Regions from separate parts of the Mus musculus genome. Here regions 2 and 3 are each linked to region 1. A link is a contact called in public promoter capture Hi-C data. All regions are on one chromosome and are shown on one strand. The core of a region is the stretch at or near the end of the contact, and the rest is flanking DNA. Distances in the headings are between cores, read along the strand shown. Region 1 holds the start of Cys1 (cystin 1). Region 2 overlaps Taf1b (TATA-box binding protein associated factor, RNA polymerase I, B). Region 3 overlaps Mboat2 (membrane bound O-acyltransferase domain containing 2).

Region 1 (3,527 bases), core at 521-3,020:
CAACCCAGCAAAGATATGTTTTTCTAGAACAGCGGGGGGTGTTATTACAAGTGTTCAGCAAGAGAGAATAAGGAAGCTAAAAGACTCAAAGCATCTTAAAAATAGCTTGTACTATGGGAATTGCCTGGCCAGCCAAAGATCCGGATGTGTCCGACGCTGCAGGGCGTTTTTCCAACCACTGTTTGGCAGGTGGTCCACCCACTTATCGCCTCCTCCCAGCGTATTCCCTGATGGCCAAAGCAGAGGCCCTTGCTGGTCAATTCCCACCTGGGCTGTAAGGATGCTGCAACTCGACTCCGTGCAGCCCCACTGGTAAAGGAATGCAAGCCCTGAGTCAGAAGAAAGTTCTAGGTGTTTCTGCCAACTGTTGTTTGCATTTGTCTCCTTTAACAGAGACAGTAGCGGGCACCCACCCAGGAGGCAGAGTTAGAATATGCAAGAGTGGGGATAAGGAAGGGACACAAAACCCTATAAGGGACTGGGGCGGGGGTGGGGGGCCACTCTGGGTGAGCTGGGGACAGAGGCGCCAAGTAGGGACGGAGGCCTGGGTGGGAGGATACTAGGGATGCAGAGGGATGGGTGGAGGGCCTGGCCCCCATACTCACCGCGGGTGCGAGCCGGGCGGGGCCTCGTGGGGTCAGCTCCTGGGGCCCCCAGGCCTCCGACTCGGCCAGCAACTGATCCAGCAGGCGTAGGGTCTCCTCCCGGCCACCGGAGGGCGTCGCGGGTCGGGGGTCGCGGCCGCTCTCCTCCTGCCCCGCGGCCGTCCGGGCCTGGTCAGCCGTGCCGCCCTCCGAGGCTGTCTCTCCCGGGCCTGTCTGACGCCTGTCAGGGCTGCGTCGCCGCCTCGGGATCCGGCCGCTCCGGCTGCTGCCGCTGCCCATGGCGCGCACCCAGCCTGGAGCGCGCAGCCTGGGAGCCGGGCGGGACTGGGGCGGGAGCGCGGCGGGCCAGATGGGGCGAGGGAACAGCAAGGGGGATTCTGGAGGAGTGAGCGGCGGAGGGTGCGATGGAGAGATAGGGAGGGAGGAGAGTCACGGGGGATGGGAGCTATGAGAAACGGGGGTAGCAGGAGGAGTCACGGGGGGCGCGGGGATGGAAGAGACAGAGAAGCAAGGATGATCTGGGAGGCTGGAGGAAGTAGAGGCTGCTAGGGGAGAGGGGGCGCTCCTCAGGGGGAGAATGGGAGGATGGGGAAAGACTTGGAGGAGATGAAGAACGGGGTGGGGCAGGGGGAGCGCCGTGAGACAGGGAGAAAATGGGGAAGGTGATCCTGGGGGGGAAGGAGAGTAAGCGGGATGAAGAGAGGGTGGGAGTGACTCCCTGGGAGACTCTCAGGGTGCGGCGGGGGTGTGGGAAGTTTGGGGTAGGGTGGCACTGCAGGGAGGTGCAACAGGGTTAGTATTGTATGGAAGGGAGCCTTAAAGGGTGCAGAGTGGATAGACTGGTGGAAGGGAAGTCAGGGCGAAAGAATCATCTTGGAGAAGTTTGGGGGAGGCCCATGGAGCACGGGTGGGAGTCATGCTGGGAGCAAGGGGAGCAAGGCACCGGCTGAAAAGAGCTGGGGGGTGAAAGACAGAAGAATGCTTGAAGCAGAGCCGGATGCCAGGGAAGGGGAAGATCAGGAGTCGGGGTTGGAGACTAGCACTGTCGGAAAGGAGGTCGTTGGGGCTTCAGGTACAGGTCTGAGAGAGCAGAGACAAGGTGAGAGGAGGAGGGAGACAGAAAAGGAGAGCCGGAGATGTGTGTGTGAGTGTGAGAGAGAGAGAATGTCCAAGGGAGGGGAGAGCTTCAGGGTGGCCAGCCGGAGTGAGAGGTTGAGAGGCGTGTACCAGAGGCCCTGGGCAGGGCACACTGAAGGGCGTGTCCCTGGACAGGGACTCGAGGGTAGAGGAGAAGACTCTGGAGTGGGCGTGTGACTTCCTGGGAGGGAAGGATGCGCAGAATTTGGGGTGGTTAGATTGTGGAAGATTGCGACCCCCCGGCCCGGACAGGGTGAATTTAGAGGTCGAAAGACGACCTTCCTCTTCACCATCTTTCTGACCTCCGATTGGAGTTCCTCTGGCCGCTTCACCGCAGGCTCTGGCTTCCTTTTCTCCAGGTATAGATCTGGTTACTAAAGCTGTCACCACTGAGGTTTCTACAGGACTGGGGCGACCCTGGCTTGGCTAGATTTGTGCTTTTACGGGACAATTTCTGGAGGCTTACCATAGGCTAATTCTTTGCCTGCTTCCCTTCCAGCACTTTCCAGGGCAGGGTGATTTAAATACCCCGAAGTTTGGTTTTCTCTGATTTTGGCTTGCCAATAACCGCATCCGTACTGGCCAACCCAATGTGAAAGTGGAATTTTGGGTGAAATTCTTCCAACGGAGGCATAAAATTTTACTATTTTCATCACCGCAGGAATAGATGTATGCCCACAGAAGTGGGATACACGGTGCACAGATGTGTCTAGGTTAGAGATTACTGACGTAAGTTTTCTCTTTATGAAAACAAATCTCATCTTGAAATTCATCAAGCCAAGGGAAAAAAAGTCAGAGAGAATGAATTTTTTCCTTGAGCAAAGTTCAACTCAGTTTAATCATTTAAAAGAAAACACGTTTTACTCCTGCCCAAGTAGAGTCTAGTCATGTGACTCCGAGTTTAAATATAGCCAGCGCTCCTGTGTTCTCCAGAGCAGCCAAATTTTTCTCGATACTCTTGATTTCAACTGTTTCCCCAGACTTGTCTCCGTGGCTGTGCTTGCACAGGAGTCTTGCCAAAGCCTGCGTTCTCTCTGAGCTCACACATAATGTCAGCCACATTTGGAGTCCTGGCTTCCAGGAGTCTGGAAGGGCTAGACAGAGGGAGGCATTGCACTGCAGGCCTGTCATCCCAGCACTCGTGGAGCATAGGCAGGTGATTAGGAGGTCCAGGTCACCTCCGGGAATGCTTTCTTAGCAAGTTTGAGAGGATAGTCTGGGCTGCAGGAGACCAGCCATCTAAAAACAAAACCCACACTAATACCGAGCGCACAGGCAGCCTCCAAGATCCTTTCTAAGGGTAGACAAGAGTCTGCCCAGAGCGAGTTAGTCTCAAGAATCTCAAAAAATAGAAGACAAGAGCTAAACTTCCAGACAGGAGCCTTACAGTCACACGTAGACTTCTGTTTTGTTTGAGACAGGGTCTCTCTTTGTGACTCTGGCTCACCTGGAACTCATTATGTAAACTAGGCTAACGTTAAACTCACAGAAATCCTTCTACCTCTGCCTCTTGAGTGCTGGGATTAAGGGCTCAGGCCTCAAGGGCTGCCCCCATATCCAGGTACCTTTCTATGGAGAGATTATGGACGTTTGCTGGTGATGGTGGATGGCGTGTGAGGCTCAGCTTAAGCACTTTTGGACTAACTCTGAAAACAAGAACCTGTACTGGTAAGTTTATTGTCAGTTTGACATAAATTGACTTGTCTGAGAAGAAACCTCAGTTATGGAAACACCTCCATCAGATTTGCCTGTAGGAAATTCTGTGTGGGCATTTTATTAATTAAT
Region 2 (3,565 bases), core at 709-3,208, 170 kb before region 1:
GAGATGAGTGTGTGTGTGTGTGTGACTTGTTTCCTCACTTAGCCTTGTTTGCAGTCCCTCTCCAGGAAGCATTGCTGATGGGAACAATTCCGCAGAAAGGACTCTCAGATGCACTGACAAGCAGTAGCTGTTTAGGGTCACAGAAGTTAACTTTTCAACTCCAGCAGTAATTTCTGGTTCTGTTATCTTATGAACAGGTATTAGAAGACAGTGTGCAGTCCTCGGACTTGGGCAGTGATCTTGAGCTGCTAAGTGATACCACATGCCCCCTTGAAAGTGAAGCAGAGTTCCAATCTGACCCTCAGATTCCAAAGCCTTTCCCTGTCACCAAAGGATCCCCAAAGTCAGGTAAAACGGAGAAACAGTTTACTTAGCACCTTCTAAAACGTACTTATTTATTTATTGTGTGTATAGGAGAGTACACATGTGTGACAGTCACTGGCTGCTCTTCCATAGGATCTGGGCTTAGTTCTCAGCATGCACATGACAGCTCACAACTGGCTAGAACTCCAGTTCTAGGGTATCTGGTTTCCTCTCTGGCCTATGCTGAGGAACACACAGGTGGTGCACACACACATACAAACACGCATGTATGAAAATAAAAAACAAATCTTTTTTTAAAATGATGATTTCTGGAGCTTTCTTTTAGTTTTTACACTAAATTATGGATACAACTCTAAAACTATAAAGTGCTGCCGGGTGTGGTGGCACACACCTTTACTCCCAGCACTTGGGAGGCAGAGGCAGGCTGATTTCTGAGTTCCAGGCCAGCCTGGTCTACAGAGTGAGTTCCAGGACAGCCAAGGCTATACAGAGAAACCCTGTCTTGAAAACAAAACAAAAAAAAAAAAAACAAAACAAAACCTATAAAGTGCTGTTACAAGGAAGATAAACCAGATACCATCCCACTCAGAAATAATTATTACTGCCATAGGCGGCATTCAGAAAGCTGTTTATTTGCATATGTAGAGAGAAAGGCAAGGGGTTTGTTTTGTTTTGTTGTCTAAGACAAGGTTTCTCTTTGTAACAGCCCTGAGTGTCCTGGAACTCATTCTGTAGACCAGGCTGGACTTGAACTCACAGAGGTCTGCCTAGCTCTGGTTCTCAGGTGCTGGTATTAAAGGCAAGGGCCACCACTGTGTGCCACAATGCCTAGCTGAAAGGCAAGATTTTAAGTACATATAATTCAAATAGTTCTCCATGTTATAAAATATTGCAAAGGGAGGGAGGGAGGGAGGGAGGGAGGGAGGGGGAGAGAGAGAGAGAGAGAGAGAGAGAGAGAGAGAGAGAGAGAGAGAGAGTTAAGTCGTCTACCATTCTCACAAATGTTTTCAGCCTTCATTTAGTATTATATCTTGATTTCTGATTTGGGACAGTAGTTCTAAAGTTGCCACCATGGGGCTGGCAGGATGGCTTAGCAGACTAAGGCACTTGCCACAAACTCTGATTCAAGTTCAATCCCTAGGACCCACATGGTGGAGAGAGAGAATCTGCCTCCTGAAAGTTGTCCTTTGAGCTCTATGTATGTGTGTGTCACACACACCCCCCCCCATACACACACAGATATATACACAGAGACACATACACACACACATAGACACAGATAAACACACACATATACACGTACAGACACACATACAAACACAGACACACACTCACACTCACACACACTCACATGTGCTCATCCTCACTCCTGTTGGCATGCTGGGATTTCCCCTCAAGGTAGAATTTGTCAGCTTTCTGCTCAGATAACACCTTCTTAAAGAGGTCTTTCTGATCACCTGCTCAAAAGAGCCATCTTGCCCCCTTTCTAGAAACCTTTGGATGCCCCTTGCATTGCTGTTTTTCTGGATAACACTTTTCTCTGTCTACCATGATGGTTGTTTATGGCTTAGTAGAGTGTAAATTACAGGAGAGGTGAAACACAGGTCATTGTTATTTCCCCAGGCCTAGGGGAGTGGCACAGAAAGTGAGGTAGGTCTCTGTAGAGTCTGTAAGCTTGGCTATAGCGTCTGCTAGAGGACACCTGGAGGCTGGGTGGGGGATGGAGTGCTACCTCATCCAAGCCCTTTGGAATTTTCCCTCTGATTGTTTGACCTTTTATTTTTAAAAGTAGCTTGTGTTCACTATGTAAAAATTTACATCTCTTTTAAAAATCTCATTCCACCCTACTCCCACAGATAACCCTAACTAGAGTGTAGACACAATGTGAATCTGGCCGTTGTTTTGTTCCTCATTTTAAAACCTTTCACTGCGTTTCTGAATACGCAGCGTCTGTCTGCTCTGGCTCTGTTGATGGAGTGGAGTACTCCGAGCGGAAGGAGAAGGGGCTTGTGAAGATGACGGTGCCCAGGACACTTGCTCTCTGCTCTCTCTCCTTGCTCTGGCAGAGGGAAACAATTACAGTTTCAGACCTTTTGAGGTAAGCTGAACTTACTTCCTGATTGTTTTTTCCTGATTATCTGTGTGAATTTAGGAACATCCTTTGGATATTTTTAATTTTATAAGAAAGCCTAAAATGAGGAAAGGCCTGGAAAACTTAGGTAGTACATGGGCTGCTTTCTCATTATTCTGACTACGAACCTGACAAACCAACTAACTTAAAAGAAGAAAGATTTGCGTTGGGTTGTGGTTTAAGGGGATTCAGACCACCATGTCGGTGGTGGTGGTCGTCGTGGTCGTCGTGGTCGTCTTGCTCACATCAGACCAGGAAGGAGAGGAAAGGGCTGCTGCTGCTTTATATTAGTTCCTCTTTTATATTCAGTCTAGGACTCAGCCTATAGGTTAGAGTCATCTGTATTCAGGGTGGATCTTACCATAGTTAAACCTCTCTGGAAACATTTCTCTAGACATGCCTGAGGTGTATGTCTCTTAGGTGATAACAAATCCAGTCAAACTGACAATGATGAGAAATTGTTGCATGTAGCTTGGGTTCTAATTCTTAAAGTTAGTTCTCCTTAAGTCTAATAATTTGAGTTTTTACTAATAGAGTGGAAATTATACTGTTTATCTCACATGAAATATTAGAAAGTTAATTATCTAACATGAATAAAATACTTTAAAGAGAAAAATGACATTAATATTCCTGTGTCGACATCTTAAATATATATCTAAGAAAAGTTGAACAGGGAATCTTTTTACTAACAAAATGGCCATTAGTGGTTATATAAAACCATTCATTGCTGCTGTAAAGACTAAATTATAGGCAGCCTGTGTTTGTTAGGACAAGTTGATATCAAAACTATAGAAAGGCCCTGTTACACAGTAGTAGGTATTTACATATTTCAAAGTAGTCTACAGAATTTTAGACAAAAAGACTGGCCTAAGGAAGTAGACACTTGAGCTAAAGCCAGCTCCAATGGACAGGGTTTTATAACTAATGAGTTGAATGTGTAAGAATCAGTCAGTTACTAGGCAGACCAAAAAATGTTATTTTCCCTCTTCCTTTATGTGTGTTCTAAATAATAAATTGAATTTAATCAGTATATGGAGTACTTACAAGGACTCACGTTTGAAGCTAGACTTCTTTCTGGTTCTGCCAATTCATTTGCACAGCACATGACAT
Region 3 (3,395 bases), core at 806-3,305, 230 kb after region 1:
GTCTCTGGCTTTTAGCTTGAAGCCCTGAGCTTCCCCGGGCCACCGTCTGTTCTGTCCCCTGCACTGTTGGAGCTGCCTGCCTTGTCATCCTGGAAGGGGCCTTTCTCTCCTTTTCAGATCTCCAGAAGTTTCTCTGACTATGTTCTTCTTCTGACTGACCCCTGCGCTCAGTCTCATGTGTGCGAGTCTGTTCAGGCATGTACCAGAACACCGTCTCCGTTCCAGATACTCCGGTACATCTGAGACATCTGAGGTCTGGGCCGAGCCCAGCCAAGCAGAGGATATGGACACAAGAGGAACATCTGAGAATACAGATTACAACATGCGACAAGGACATTTTGGATAGAACACACTGTGGATATGGGGCTAAGGGGACCAACTTTTAGATGTAGAGACCCACAATGCCCACCATGTCTGCTTATCAGTGGCGTCTGACTTGATTCCAAGCTATTAAAGGGGAGGGTGTCCTTTCTTCTGTGTCTTCTTCATCCCCCTATAAAAGATGAGTTTGTGTTTGTGTTAAAGTGACACTCAAAACAAATGAACTCTGGGGAGGAATTCAGACTTCAAATAAGGGCGTCCTGTTTATTCATGTAAGTGTGCATGTGGTACTGAGAGAGCATGCCCGGAGAGTTGGTTCTCTGTGGATGAGCAGAGAACGACCAGTCACTGAGTCCTGTATAGACTCTACATCAGAGTGTCACCACACAATGCATAAAATAAAAAGTGTTCAATTCTACACTTCTTACAGTTTTACCAGATATGTAAATGCATTGTTAGAATGGCATCCTAGATTAGCAGAGAGATTTCAAAAGTTTGATACTAGGATAGTGGTTTTAAGGCCAGATTGCTGTTGCAGTCTAGAAGATTAAATACAAAAGTACAAATACTGTGTTTTCTTCTAAACCCAGTGGAAGAGCATCAGGGTGGAAGTTGTAGACTCACAGGAGGCCTGGTGATGTCAGGATGGCTGAAACTCTGCTTGCAGGGGGTGGCATCCCAGAGAGGCTGGTACTCCAGTAGAGATAGGCAGTTTATTTAGATCTGTGTGGTTTTGAACACTAGGTGAAGTGGACCGTTGGCCGGCAGAGCAGAATTCCTGCTCAGGGAGTGTGAGGCAGCTGTAGGAGCAGCCCGCATCTGTCACAATGGGCCAGGTGTGAACTTTAACTTGTATACTCTGTGCATACATGATTTTTCTAAAAGCATGGATGAGAATGCAGAAAAGGCAGGCTCCCTTTGCAGTGTTGGTTTTAGAGTCACAGCATATACTTGAGGCCACATTCTCAGATGCTATCACATGGAAAAAGAGTTCTTCACATCACCTTGCACACGATCATTTAGTTAAGCGGACAGACTTGACTAAACATATTCTTTAAGAAGGAAACGTGGGTACTTTTAAAACAAGCCTCTTTTCGAGATCTCTGGTTTTTTTAGACTTATTGTGGCTTGTTCTCTTCTCTTGTTCTTACCTATATGGAACATCAAATTGTCTTTTTTCTAGCATATGTTACATTGAAATATTTTACACAGTGCATATTTAGCACTTTGGCAAGTAGACAGTTTAGGTGCTACTTATTTCAAATTATTGCCATTAATTGCCTATTAGCAATTTTTTAGATATATTCGTTTTAGTTTATGTGTGAATGTTTTGCTTGCATGTGTGTCTGTGCACCACATATGCACTGTGAAGGGAACCCTAGAACTGGAGTTATGTTTGCTTGTGAACTACTGCATAGGTACTGGGAATCAAACAGGATCTTTTGCAAGAGCAACACCTGTTTTTTTGTTTTGTTTTGTTTTGTTTTCCAGAGCTGAGGACTGAACCCAGGGCCTTGCACTTGCTAGGCAAGCACTCTACCACTGAGCTAAATCCCCACCCTGCAACACCTGTTCCTAACCGTGGAGCTGTCTCTCCAGCCCACAGGCCTGTCCTTAAGATGTTGCCAGTTACTGAGTTTTTTAGGAACTGTCTCACTGTATTTGGGGCTAAACCCAGGGTGTCCCCACACTACTTCTGCACTCTCCCCTGCATCAGTGTTGGCAGTTTTGTTCATTTGTAGTGTGGGGATAATTTTTACTGCTATTCAAATGGGTAGGCAGTTCCAAGGCCATTAGAGTTGTGTGTGTAGTCCCAGCTGCTTGTGAGGTCGAGGCAGGAGAATCACGGAGTCCAGGTGGCATTTGAGCAACGTAGCAAAACTGGTTTTCAAAAAGGAAAAAGGAAAAAAAAAAAGAAAGAAAAAAGTTGAAGTAGAAGAGCTTGCTAGGCTGAGAGGTTTCTAGTTTTATTTTGAAGTACCATGTCCTAAAAATAGAAGTGAATGACAGCCCATATCAGAATAGATTTGGAAAGGACTGGCCTTGAGGTGCAAGTGTGAAACACGACTTTAGAGGTGTCTCTTTAGTCTCATTGCATGCCTAGAATGTTTGAGTGTGTGCTGAGAGGGGAACGGTAGACTTTAGAGACGCCAAGCAGAGTAAACTTGACCTCGTGTGGAAGGCTTGTGTCAGCCACCAGCAGATTCGGCTGGGTTGGCTTCCATTGCCTGCCCTGTTTCCACTGGGCAGCTCTGGTGAGTACAGAGAGAGGAGACAAACGGGATTCAACATGGCTCAGCAAGAAGCAATTCCACAAGACCACAATTATCTTTAAGGTGAAATGGAACAGATTAATGCAGACATTGCACCAGCCGGGAGCTGCGACGGACCTGGCAGTGCCTGCTCGCAGATGCTTCAGTTCAGGCTTCTGTCTGAGTGGTAATGTGTGGTAGAATATTAGCCAGGCTGCTCTCAGAGGTCCCAGAAGCCCCCTGCTTTACCCACCTCATAATCCCTATGGAGAATGGCAGATCACACCTGTAATCCCACCCAGTACTTGGAGACCAGGGAGAAAGGATCAACATGAGTTCAAGACTAGTCTGGCTACATAGTGAATGAGTTCCAAGCCCACCTGAGCTCCAGAGAGGGAACTCTGGCTCATTATAGTCACCACAGAGACCTGGTTTAGCTGTTACCAACTGACCTGATGTAGGTACCAAGTCCCTTGTTTCTCCAGCCCCTCAGTTTACTGGTTTTTCAGCTTTGATGAATACAGAGGCAAGCAGTTCAGCATCTGTTTTCTATCATCCTAATGGGGGACCCCATCTGGAATAGCATGTGGGCACATGAATCCTTTTAAATCAACTACTCACCATGTGTGCCCCGACAGGGAAACTGTAAAATACCAATTCTGTGTTCTTTGGTTGGAATAAAAAATGAAAATCCATGTAAGTGTTTATCATTCATTTTTTAAAAACAGAGTAAACTCGTTTTGTTTTTGTTTGTTTTTTTAAAATAGCTTCTGGGAGTAATTAAAGAACCATCAAAGTTCTAAGGTGCTGGGGAAAGGTGTT

What was found. Promoter capture Hi-C pulls out the DNA fragments that hold promoters and counts their contacts.
Region 2: a contact with region 1 is called in a promoter capture Hi-C map of embryonic stem cells. The contact joins the enhancer-like site here to the promoter of Cys1 in region 1. A contact is called at or near these places in 7 of 39 promoter capture datasets (the C10 cell line, the HPC-7 cell line, cranial neural crest and 4 more), 1 of 484 Hi-C or Micro-C datasets (nephron progenitors), 1 of 115 datasets of contacts at active chromatin or transcription factors (stem cell-derived neural progenitor cells) and 2 of 9 other capture datasets (adipose tissue and liver).
Region 3: a contact with region 1 is called in a promoter capture Hi-C map of neural stem cells. The contact joins the enhancer-like site here to the promoter of Cys1 in region 1. A contact is called at or near these places in 5 of 39 promoter capture datasets (cranial neural crest, embryonic stem cells, frontonasal cranial neural crest and 2 more), 2 of 115 datasets of contacts at active chromatin or transcription factors (embryonic basal ganglia and pancreatic cancer cells) and 1 of 9 other capture datasets (liver).

The regions. Positions count from the first base shown.
Region 1 is chr12:24,680,025-24,683,551 of GRCm38.p6, forward strand. It overlaps Cys1 (cystin 1), which reads right to left and starts at 1,771. Exons shown (of 5, transcript NM_001004455.2): 1 at 606-1,771. The coding sequence starts at 884. Gm36129 (a long non-coding RNA gene) reads left to right here. Exons shown (of 3, transcript XR_872578.3): 1 at 1-312.
Region 2 is chr12:24,514,588-24,518,152 of GRCm38.p6, forward strand. Taf1b (TATA-box binding protein associated factor, RNA polymerase I, B) reads left to right here. Exons shown (of 15, transcript NM_020614.2): 6 at 198-348; 7 at 2,272-2,422. Among named protein-coding and RNA genes, the nearest start is that of Taf1b, 18 kb to the left of the region's middle. Within about 2 kb of position 1,959, at least 12 of the 459 cell types and tissues checked have an H3K27ac peak or open chromatin away from gene starts, as enhancers often do. A contact at or near this core is called in embryonic stem cells, where this site is marked.
Region 3 is chr12:24,910,001-24,913,395 of GRCm38.p6, forward strand. All of the region lies in intron 3 of Mboat2 (membrane bound O-acyltransferase domain containing 2), which reads left to right. Among named protein-coding and RNA genes, the nearest start is that of Kidins220, 63 kb to the right of the region's middle. Within about 2 kb of position 2,056, at least 12 of the 459 cell types and tissues checked have an H3K27ac peak or open chromatin away from gene starts, as enhancers often do.